4 separate regions of the Mus musculus genome follow, and regions 2, 3 and 4 are each linked to region 1. A link is a contact called in public promoter capture Hi-C data. All regions are on one chromosome and are shown on one strand. Each heading gives the region's core, a stretch centred on a gene start, on an enhancer-like site or on the middle of the called end of the contact. The rest is flanking DNA. Distances are from core to core; before and after follow the strand shown.

What was found. Promoter capture Hi-C pulls out the DNA fragments that hold promoters and counts their contacts.
Region 2: a promoter capture Hi-C map of hippocampal neurons shows a contact between it and region 1, with 4 times the contacts expected there. The contact joins the promoter of Parm1 here to the promoter of Utp3 in region 1.
Region 3: a promoter capture Hi-C map of hippocampal neurons shows a contact between it and region 1, with 5 times the contacts expected there. The contact joins the promoter of Mthfd2l here to the promoter of Utp3 in region 1. A contact is called at or near these places in 2 of 39 promoter capture datasets (the 3T3-L1 cell line and hippocampal neurons) and 1 of 115 datasets of contacts at active chromatin or transcription factors (astrocytes).
Region 4: a contact with region 1 is called in a promoter capture Hi-C map of pre-B cells, with 11 times the contacts expected there. The contact joins the promoter of Stap1 here to the promoter of Utp3 in region 1. A contact is called at or near these places in 13 of 39 promoter capture datasets (the 3T3-L1 cell line, 3T3-L1-derived adipocytes, the C10 cell line and 10 more), 5 of 484 Hi-C or Micro-C datasets (B cells, LSK cells, myocytes and 2 more), 4 of 115 datasets of contacts at active chromatin or transcription factors (astrocytes, large pre-B cells, stem cell-derived neural progenitor cells and 1 more) and 2 of 9 other capture datasets (adipose tissue and liver).

What each region holds. Positions count from the first base shown.
Region 1 is chr5:88,553,030-88,555,729 of GRCm38.p6, reverse strand. It overlaps Utp3 (UTP3 small subunit processome component), which reads right to left and starts at 1,268. Exons shown (of 1, transcript NM_023054.2): 1 at 1-1,268. The coding sequence starts at 1,116.
Region 2 is chr5:91,516,418-91,519,117 of GRCm38.p6, reverse strand. It overlaps Parm1 (prostate androgen-regulated mucin-like protein 1), which reads right to left and starts at 1,418. Exons shown (of 4, transcript NM_145562.2): 1 at 1,161-1,418. The coding sequence starts at 1,203.
Region 3 is chr5:90,929,920-90,932,619 of GRCm38.p6, reverse strand. It overlaps Mthfd2l (methylenetetrahydrofolate dehydrogenase (NADP+ dependent) 2-like), which reads right to left and starts at 1,424. Exons shown (of 8, transcript NM_026788.1): 1 at 1,187-1,424. The coding sequence starts at 1,302.
Region 4 is chr5:86,070,483-86,073,182 of GRCm38.p6, reverse strand. Stap1 (signal transducing adaptor family member 1) reads right to left here and starts at 1,437. Exons shown (of 9, transcript NM_019992.4): 1 at 1,226-1,437. The coding sequence starts at 1,345.

The DNA.
Region 1 (2,700 bases), core at 19-2,518:
CATTTCCTTATAGTACTTGAGAGCAGCCCCATCAAAATCAGGCTCATCAGTCAGGGCAACAGCAGCAGCCTGCTTTACAGACTTGGGCTTGGTTTTGGTTAATTTTGCTTTTGGAGTCATTTCTTTCTTTACAGCACCATCCTTGGCTGTGAGGAGGTGACGGATTTCAGAGGACAGTTTCTGATCCACAACCGACAGCTTGTTGATCAGATTTCTGTAGGTAACAAGCCTTTCTATAACAGGATGTCCATGTGCAGGGACTCTCCGGGCTTTTAAGATCAAATAAAAGCTAATGTTGGCGCAATAGTTCAAGTAGAGATTATACTTAGTCTTCAGGTATTCGCTTCCTCTTCCAGTTGGAATGACCCCTTTCTCCACCAACTGTAACAAGGGTTCTAACTCATCCTTCACCTCTGTCAACTTGGCTTGGAGGTCTTCTATGAGCTCTAAGAGCTCTGGTGATTCTTTCTTCAACATTTTCAGCTTCTCTTTTACCGAGACTTTAGCCAAATCCTTCACAACCCTTGTCTCAGCTTCGTCTACCTGGGGCACCGGCTTTGCAAAGGCCTCCACCCAAGCGACTCCAAAATCATCCTCTTGCAGGGCTTGGGCCAAGCGCCGCTGAATTATCTGTGCCTCCTCCTCTTCTTCTCTTTCCTCCTCTTCTACTTCTTGCTGACTCTGACGGCCTCGGGATTTGGAACCATAGTCCGTATCGTAATAAAGCTTTTTTCTCTGACCCCAGGACAAGCTAGGGTCCACAGAGGCCTCAGCCTCACTCTGCACGGAGCTTCCGCCGTCATCATCCTCTCCAACCTCCTCCTCCTCCGAACTCTCTCCATCTTCGTCATCTCCATCATCAATATCTAGAGGTAGCACCTCTTCCTCCTCATCGCCATCCTCCTCCCCACTCTCGACTTCGTTCCAGCCCTTGGCCAGGACTGCCCGAGATCGCGCTTCATGGAACTCATCTACCTGGTCTTGGTAGTAGCTGGAGTCCCCTGGAGAGGGCGGCAACCCCAAGTCGTCCTCATTTTCGTCCGTGGCGGTGAGACCTGCCTGGGCCCGCACGGCGGCCCACTGAGCCGCTCCACGCCGCCGTGATTTCTTCACCATGGCTCACCAGCGGTCCCGGGTTCCCAAGCGACGCCGCGATTTCCGCCACTTCTGACCTCCGCCCAGAATGATGCCGGCAAGCGGAGGCTTTCAGCACCAGCACGCTCCGCGAACCCAAGTCGGTGACCACCGGAGCAGAGAGTCTGGGAAAGGCCTGTTTCCTTCCGCTCCCAGGGTGCTCTCCGCGCAGCGCGCGCGCCTAAACTTCCGCTCCCCCCCCCCCCCCCAGCGTAATCCCGCCGCCGTGTCTTTTTAAAAACCAGTCGGTTCCGGCGAATGAAAACTTCCGGGTAGGAACGCTAGGCCAAGGATATTTCCGTTCCGCGGATCCTTTTGTGGCTACTTCCGAGCTCTCTCTCTCTCTGGTGACTTCCGGCGTGAAGCCGGAATCCCGCCAGGGACGCCGCGAGACAGCCCGCGGCCGACAGAGGGCGCGGGGCATCTACGTTCCCACGCGTCGGCAGGGCGCCCACTGGGCCACGCTAGATAGTTGCCCAGCTCACGGTTTCGTGTTCTCCGTTTGCCAGAGTGGAAGTTAGTCAGGGTTTTGTTTGTGTTTTGTTTAGTTTTGTTTTTTGTCTGTCTTGACTTCTGAAGCCGGGACTCGCCATGTTGTCAGCCTCAGCCTCCCGGATTGGTGCTTTTCTCTGTTTTTGCCTGGGAGTTGCTACCGTAGGCGCCGCGTTTCCGGGCCCCGCGCGGCGAGTCTCTGCTTTTAGGCGACCCGAGAGAGGACTTCGGGGTTTTTTGGGGACGATGTAACCGGGAAGAGTAAAAGACGCGCGGTGTCCTTCTACTGGAATAGCTTCGCTTTTCTAGACGTTCTGGAAAACTGTGAGGCTGTCAGCCGCGGACAGCCTCCTATGTATAGAATTGGGTTGCAACATTTAATGATTATTCATTGTTGTGTTCTTCAACATTGATCAAGCACCAAACTTCCGTGGCAGCGTTTTAGGCAGAGATGGGGGGGGGGAGGGGAGGGGAGAATAAAGGAAGGAAATGAGCAAAATAGATTTAACAAGGGAGGGAGGGGAGAGGAGAGAGGAGAATGAAGGAAGGAAATGAGCAAAATAGATTTAACAAGGGAGGGGAGGAGAAGAGAAAGAAGAGGGAGAGGGGAGAGAGGGAGAAGGGGAGAAGAAGTGGGGAGGAGGAAAGAGGAGGGAAGAGGAAGAAGAGGAAAAGGAAAAGAGATAAAGGCCAAAATAGGAGACCTTGTGGTTTAGGAGGGCGCACGGGTACACCAAACAGAAAACTCAGTCAAATGGGAGAAGTGACATATGGGTCTAAGAGAATCGAACTGGTGTCAAGCTTAGTAGACAGGGCTACCACCTAAGCTATCTCAAATGTATGACCTTTTATGTCAGCTTCCTTATTTAAAAGGATATACAAAGTCGTGATTATGCATACCACATGGGGTCTTGTCTTTTTTTTCTTTTTTTTTTTTTTCCATTTTTTATTAGGTATTTAGCTCATTTACATTTCCAATGCTATACCAAAAGTCCCCCTTACCCACCCACCCCCACTCCCCTACCCACCCACTCCCCCCCTTTGGCCCTGGCGTTCCCCTGTACCGGGGCACAC
Region 2 (2,700 bases), core at 169-2,668, 3.0 Mb before region 1:
AGGGAAAACACCATCAGGCTATTGGCTCAGCTGGGAAACTTTCCCATAAACTGTCTTATCCTCTGAGAGCCCCAGGGAAGCTTCTAGCTTCTTTTCAAGGAGTTGTGACTTTCCTTGAGTGGGGGTGGGGAGGCACATTTACAGGAACCCAGGCAATTCAAGAGGGGAAACACACGGACTAAAGCTTGAATCTCCAATCAGCTTGTACTAGGAGGCTTCGGGGCATTCTTGGATAAACAGACCGGACTACTCTCTTGGGTTACTCTCCCCCGCCCACCCTCAGACCCCGAGTATAGTCCCGAATCCATAGTCCTTATTGGGCTACGTTCTTCCTGGACAAAAACCTAGGTACCCAACTCCAGAAGGTGGTGCCTGGTTTCATCTCTGCAGCCCGCGGGTCGGCTTGGCTTGAATGCCCAAGGTCGTGGTTGCAAGTAGTCCCTAGACCCGGGTGAGATAGATAGACAGACCCGGATGGGGCAAAAGGGGGTGTGTATCCTACTTTTACCCAAGTTACTAGTTTCATACAGAGGGCCACAGTTTTGGAAGGCTCTTGGCCACAGTAGACCTGCAATCTTCAAACAATGATCATAAGCTTGACCCTAACCTGGGCCGCTGCCCCTGTGACTTGTTTGTGCCGCATCATCCCTGAGCCTAAGTAAAAGGGACGCCCGGAGTTCCAGAGACCTCTAAGTCCCAGAGCGCTAACCAGTCGGGTTGAGCGCACTCCATGATGAAGCCCTCCTAGCAGCAGCTTTGTCGGACCCCTGCCTGGCCTCTGTATCCCACGTCCGGACAAACCACTGGCAAGAAGTGATGTCTGGGGCTGTAGCAGGTGCTCCCCGGAGACCCCAGCAAAGGAGAAACCACAGAAACCTTTCCTCTCCGTGCGGAATTCTGTGTTCTAAGGCGCCAGCTAGCCGGCCACCTGTTTCACAGAGAACGAATTTGTGGGGGGCCCAGGATGCCACAGCAAAGACCCAGACGTCCCTCCCTTCCAGGACTGCCAAAACCGCACACCTCAAATCTAAGTGCGCACACCCCTGCAGACCTACCACCCTCCAGTGGTGGCTTATTTCTTGGTGTCGCCCCTCTTCCCATCAGCCGGACCCTGTGCTGCCTCCCCCATGCCCCGCTCTTCCTAGGACCGCGCCAAGTACCTGCGGTGAAGATGCAGAGGGCGATGAGCACCTTGCAGACCATATTACTCTGGTGCTCGGTACCGAGCTGGATGCGACTAGAGAAGAGTTTCCTGGGTCTGACCAAGTGCTTCGGGGCACCGGCAGCTCCTCTTCGGACCGGGTGGGCTACGGGAGGAGCGGGGACGCCAGGCGCGACGAGTCCAGGCAGCTTCGGTGTCTGGCGGCGCAAGGCGAAGTGGAGGTGGCGCGGAGAGTCAGCTGTGTGCCCTGCGGCGCCAGGCGCACTTCTGCTCCATCCCAGCTGCCTGAGCCCAGGGCCCGCCTGCGCCGTCGCCAAACCCCTCCCACCCGGCCCTCCTGCGAGGACAGGGCCACCCCCTGGCCTTCTCTCTCCTGGCGCACAGGTCCCAGGAGTCCCGGCCCAGAGCGGCCTCTGCTGGACAGCGGGAGCTAGACTTGAGCTTTTAGTGGATTCAGCCACAGCTCAGGGAGCTTTGCACTGTCCTGGAAGCTAAGGCAAAACAAAGTGTGAGTGGGTCCCTGCCGTTAGGTCGCTTATGAAAACTCCTTACCCTTAGAGAGGCGACCTCGAGGTCACCTCAGAGAATCAACACATTTCTTTCCAAGTATGGGATGAAGACCTTTTCCCTTCATTTCTGCAAACAGCCTTCTGTGTACATTAAACTCTCACCGCACTTCCTGGTGCCTATTCAACTTCCTAGCCAGAAGAAATACCACTATCAGGTGATATATATGATCCCCAGATAACTGAACCAGCCGTCTGATTAGTTACTATGCTAAAGTTCCTTCTACTAACCCAGAGACATAAACCTTACTATTTCCCAGGTAAGAAATCAAAGGCATTAGAAATTAAGGAATGTGTCATGTTCATATAGTTTGTAAGAATTGTTTGTACATCAGGCCTATGAAAACAATGTAATAATAATAATAAAATAAGTTTTATGTAATAATAATTAGTGCTAATAAACAATAATAACAGATAACAATAATTTCTGAGAAATGGCAATAGGCTATGTGTTGGACAATGTACATTCACATACTACCCAAGTCATTTACTTCCCGTAGTATCCTCATACAGGCAAGTATCCTCATTTTCTGGGTAGGAAGTAACTTTAAGTTTAAGTGCTTGCCCAGGCCTTATAGTTAGGGAAGGGTAATCAGATCTTTTTCACCGGGGGCTCCTTCTCCATATTGAATGCCTCCCCAAAGATCAGGGCTTCTCCAAAGTGGAGTCAGACCTGGCCTTTCATTTCATTCTTTTTGCGCCCCCTGCACCTCAGACATTCATAGTCCTCATACGGGCTGCATGCCACATCCTTCAGCTTGGTGCAGTCTGAACCTGGTGGCCCCTGGTCACTAGAGCTGACAGTTGTAAGAGAAAAGGGACCCTTCCTAAGGCATTGGAACATTTGGTGCCCTCAGCAGCTCTGCAGAACTGTTTTCCTGTCGTTTGGTGTGTCGTCTTCCATCTTGTAACAGGACCCGCTCTCTCTCAGCCTGGGTTCATCACTTTAGCAGCAGCCAGGCCAATTCTCAG
Region 3 (2,700 bases), core at 175-2,674, 2.4 Mb before region 1:
TTTGAAAGAAATAGTCTTCCAAAACAGACTGCACCTTTAATTCTAAGGTATCAGAGTTCAAACCCAAGGCCTGCCACCAGACCAAACTACAAATTGCAAGATGGGAAGTTTCTATGAATGGATGGATATCTATGTGTTTGTGGGTGTGGAGCATGTGGCTACAACCAAATACTGAGGTTGTAACTGTTGTTTCAGTAGGAATTAGGCAAGGAGCAAATGGGGAGATGGAGACATCGAACTGATGAAGGGACATTAATCAACTTATACACTAACAAAAAAATTACCATTATTCTAGAGGGAAGCACTAAAAACTTGAAATTCCAAGGATAATGATTTAAATAGGATACTCTTGGTAGACAACCCCTTCAAGTCTGGATTGCAAACAGAACCCTTACAAATCTGTTCTTCCAAGGGAGGAGAGCACTCTGGCTAAACAGCAAATCCCAACGCTGCTACTACAGGCCAACAGTGTACAGCAATAGAATTCCGAAGCTGTATCATTTACCACACATCCTCTTCTATAGACCTAGTCACTACAAACCATCTCCGAAGTTAAGACTACAGAAAGAACTTTAAATTTCAGTGACTCAAAACTAAGATCCAAATACGTATGATGGGGAGTTAATTTAAATCACACAGCACCTATGGGCACAGCCTCACTGTACTTTTCCTTGAGGACACAAAGTGACTATAAACCGTCAAGCGAGAGTCTCCAGCCACCTAAGAAGCACTGGAAGTTTACAAATGAGTTTTTCTGAACTCGAAGGCCCTGGGCAAGACACTATGCATTGCTGTTGTTCCATAGGTTGGATTCCCCAGCAGACAAGGGACGCTGCGGCAGCGTGGCCTGTTCCTGGGCACCACGGTGTCTTTTCATTGTCCCGGGCAGCAACCAAATCCGAAGGCTGCCAAGCGCCCTACAAGCGGAGAGGCCAGCCTGGACTGCATGCAGTTTAAGGAAACTGTAAGACATTCCGAGGTGGGAAAGATTACAGCAAGCCGGTGACAAAGGACTAAAGAAACAGAAACGCTGGACTACAGGTCTGCACAGCGCCTACTCCTCCTCGCACAAGAACAGTCTGAACAAAGCCGCGGCCCATTGCCTGAGCGCCTCGCACCGCGGCCACCCCGGGCCTCCGCAGGCCCCGCCGCCGCCCAGCGCGCGGCCCCTGCCCGCAGCTCCTACCTCCGGCCGCTGCTCCCGAAGCCGCGCCACGCGCGCTCGGCGACGCCCGGGGCTCGCACAGGCCCTCGGCCCAGACGGCCCCGGAGCAGCGAGAAGCCGCGGGCCCGCGTCGCCATGCCTCGCCGTCCGCCTCCGGGGGTCCCGCGGTCAGCTCAGCGACACGCCCGGGGCCCTCAGCAGGGTTCCGGGGCGCGGGGCGGGGCCGAGCCCCGAGAAGGCAGAGGCGGCACCGCTGGTGGCCGCGGGGTGGCGGGCGACTTGGCTCCAACCCGTGCACGCTGTCGCCACGGGAGCACAGGGAAGTCCTCGGCCGTTCTTGCAGGCAGCAAGGCCCCCTTGTGCCCCAGGCCCAGCTCTAGTCCCTGGTCTCGTTTCCATGGTTACAGGGAGGGCAGCTTGGAGCAGTAAAGTTGTTGCAGGTCTTTGCTTTTCACTCCCTGTGCGACCTTAAGATGCATTGAAAAAGAAACTCAAGGAGAGGAAGAAACAAAGATGTCCTTGGGATTTCTATCAGTCTTCAGCATCCTTGACACTTCCAGAAGATCCTAGAGTTTGTGGAACCTTAAAGCAGAGGGAGTTTGCAATGAGAAAGCAAAAATCATCTGCAAAGCTAACAGGAAATATTCCTCCCAAGGTCAAGCTGTGGCAGTGATGCGAGGGGCAAGAGCTGTTTAGACTACTGTCTGACTGAGGAAACTAGTTATGGAAAGTCCCAGATGTTAGAGAGCTTGTTCTGTGAAAAAACCATCAAGAACAGTGGTGCAATGTCTGTCTGGTAGAAGGCATTTAATCACAGAAAGAAAACATAGAAGAAAATCTTGGCATCGAGACTTTTTATGTAACACTTTATCATAGTGTATAAAAAAAATTTAAATTTCTGCTGTGGGGGAAAAATAAACCTGTTAAGAGAATGAAAAGGCAAGGAAAAAGTTTCGTTGAGGGGTGGGTGTTTGTAAAATACTTGTTGTGAACTTGTACCCCAAATATACAAGTGTAGTCTCCCCTCCCCCAGCCTGAAACCTGCTTGCTCAGGGGTGGAGCTTCCTGCTCATTCGTTCTGCCACGCCCACTGCTGGAACCTGAGGAGCCACACACGTGCACCTTTCTACTGGACCCGAGATTATTCGGCGGGAATCGGGTCCCCTCCCCCTTCCTTCATAACTAGTGTCGCAACAATAAAATTTGAGCCTTGATCAGAGTAACTGTCTTGGCTACATTCTTTTCTCTCGCCACCTAGCCCCTCTTCTCTTCCAGGTTTCCAAAATGCCTTTTCAGGCTAGAACCCAGGTTGTGGTCTGCTGGCCGGACACAACAATTGGTGAACCAACTCGGGACTGAGAAACGGCAAAGGATTTTTGGAAGAGACGCTGCTGGTTCGGAGCTCCATAAAATAAAGGATAAGGGAAATTCATACCGGAGAAGGTATGGGCTAAGCTGAGACAGCGTTAAACCCGAGCGCTGGTTCACTTAGGTTCAGCAGTGAGGAGCTGGGTAATAGGCGGTAGGCCGTAGCT
Region 4 (2,700 bases), core at 188-2,687, 2.5 Mb after region 1:
CTAAGCGTGCCACCACATGGCTTCTTTAAACAGCTGAAGGATCTTGGTAATAGACCCAGTTACTATAAACACTTTGGGAAGAGAATCAGAGAAAGACCAAATCTAAATTACCACCTAGAAATTTACTTCTAGGTGTTGCACACTTCTGGTGAAGTAAAAACCTTGTAGACCTGTGAAGACTCAATAACAGCAGCAGCAACAACAACAACATTTGAATATAGTTTGCCAATTTACTATTTTAAATTTGCAAATTTAACAGCCACGGCAAGAGTCACAATCTGACTTTCAAATGGCAAATGAGCTTACAAGTAGAGTATTTTCACATTTAGAACTTTTCCATGACTGTTATCGACTCCTCTGAACCTTGCCTTATCATTTTCATTGAACACCCACTGCTACTTCTGAAAACATTTAAAACCTTGCTAACTTCAGTCAATATGAAAATGCCATACCTACACTAGTGGCTTCTTTACTTCTTTAGTAACATAATTTCATAATTTCGTACTTCCTTAATCAATTTTATGTTGTCCACAATTACAACTTTAAAGGCAAATACACTTTTATAACTGTAGTTTAAGATTTTACATAAAAAGTATGTGAAATACTTCATGAGTTTTCTTAGAGCAAATGTACTTTTGAAAAAAAAAAACCCTAATGTGTTCACTAGTTACAATAACACCTTAAATATTCTTTTAAAATAAGCATTGTGAACAGTATTTTCAGATTGTGTAATGAAACAATATTAAGTCAATATCAAATTTTCACAATCTTATGGAAGTTTATCATTTCTTACAACGTGGTCATTATAAGGCTCATTGTAACCAGAGTAGAAGTAGGTTGTTATCTCTCATTAAATCCCCTCAACATCATGCGGTTCCTCACCACCGAAGCATAGCAGTCAGCTATGCTTATAAAACATATAAAACTCTCATCTTTAAAGCCAAAATCTTCTGGGATGCTTAAAAGACTCTTTTGGAAATTTCACTGCATTTTTAGATTATGGCTAAATATTAGAAACCTTACAATACATATGTGTGTGTGTGTGTGTGTGTGTGTGTGTGTGTAAAGCTGTGCATTAATTCAAAGTGAGAATCATTCTTCTAACTCAAGGAAGACAGTATAACCCAAACAGAAACGAGGAGGCTTCATCGCATCGTGTTGCCATGACATAAGTTTTATGATAAGTGCCAATGTTCAGGGTTACAATTATTGTCTACACACTTACCTGGTGATCAGACCGTTTGACCAGTAAAAATCCTTCAAAGTACAGGGGCAGAGCAGTGATCTTCAGTCTTTCCTGGAAGATCCTGCGAGGGGCAGGTTTCGGGGGCTTTTTCGCCATCATAGCCTTTGCTTTGGAGTTTGGCTTGCTTTCAGTTCTATCCAGCCTCAAAAAAACCGAAATCTCCGTAGTGTTGAGAGGAGAGGCAACTGTTCAAAGAGGAAGTCTCAACTCGCTTTTTAACCACCAACCCTTCCACCAACAGCACACACACACACACACACACACACACACACACACACACACACACACTTTCCCTCCTTCAGTTATTGTGAAGTAAAAAAGATCAGGCACAGACCAACTTTTAAAAGGCGTCTGCTGTGTAAACTTCATGTGCTTAGGTTGATGGTAACAAAATAAACAGCAGATTACCATCTCCTAATGATGAAAGGAGCAGGTGCGAGACTTTTGGAGCAACACCAACGACACACTTAGCTTTTCCAGCTTTCATTTTTGTTGATTGTTCTCTGCCTTTATTTCGAAGATATGTGACTTAAATAAACTGTATCCATTAAAAAAATTCTTCATTGAATATTTTTGTATTGATCCTATTGGCTATATATCCAATAGTGTTTTTTTTTTTTTTTTATTGAAAATATGGTCTCATTTTTGTAGCCGTGGATAGCCTGAAATTCTACTGTGTAGACCAGGCTGGTCTCAGACTCACAGAGGTCTACTTGCTTCTGCCTCCAAAGTGTTGGGCTTAAAGATTTATGTCATCATACCTAGCTGTTGCCAGAGAGCTTTAGAAGAGAAAGATGACTTACAGAAAAATACAGAAAAGAATATTTTTGATGTTTTGACATTTACTTTGTGTGTGTGTGTGTGTAGGGCTGTGCATGTGTGTGTGTGTGTTTGTGTGTGCTAATATTCAGGTAGGTTCAAGTGTGCACATGTTACAGTGCACATGTGGAACTTAGAGGACAATTTGTAGCAATCGGTTCTCTTCTAATATGTGGGGGCTCAAGCAACGAATTTGGTAGTATGTCCCTTAGTGTCCTGAGCCCAGAGAGAAATATTTATGTTAATTAAACATCTGCTTAATTTTGTCTTTTTACCATTTTAAAAAGTAAGCAATAAATAAATAAGTAAATGCACAAATAAATAAATTAATTAAATTAAATCTAGTTCATCAAACCAGGTAGACTCTTTTGGACTGTTGATTTGTAAATAACATTAATCCTCAATGTACCAAGAATCAAATATTTCTTCTTCAGTCATCTCCCCCAAACCTTATAGATTTCAAAATTTCATTCTTGGTCAGTCTGATCGATCCTCACAGATTCTGCGGTTCTTCCTTTCATTTTTTATTGAACACTATTTATTGCACTGGCAAGAAACCAAGCCCCTTCCCCAGCAAGTACCTTCTGCTCTAGGCCTTACACTTGCTCCTCGACGTCTCAAAGCCCTTGGCCCTC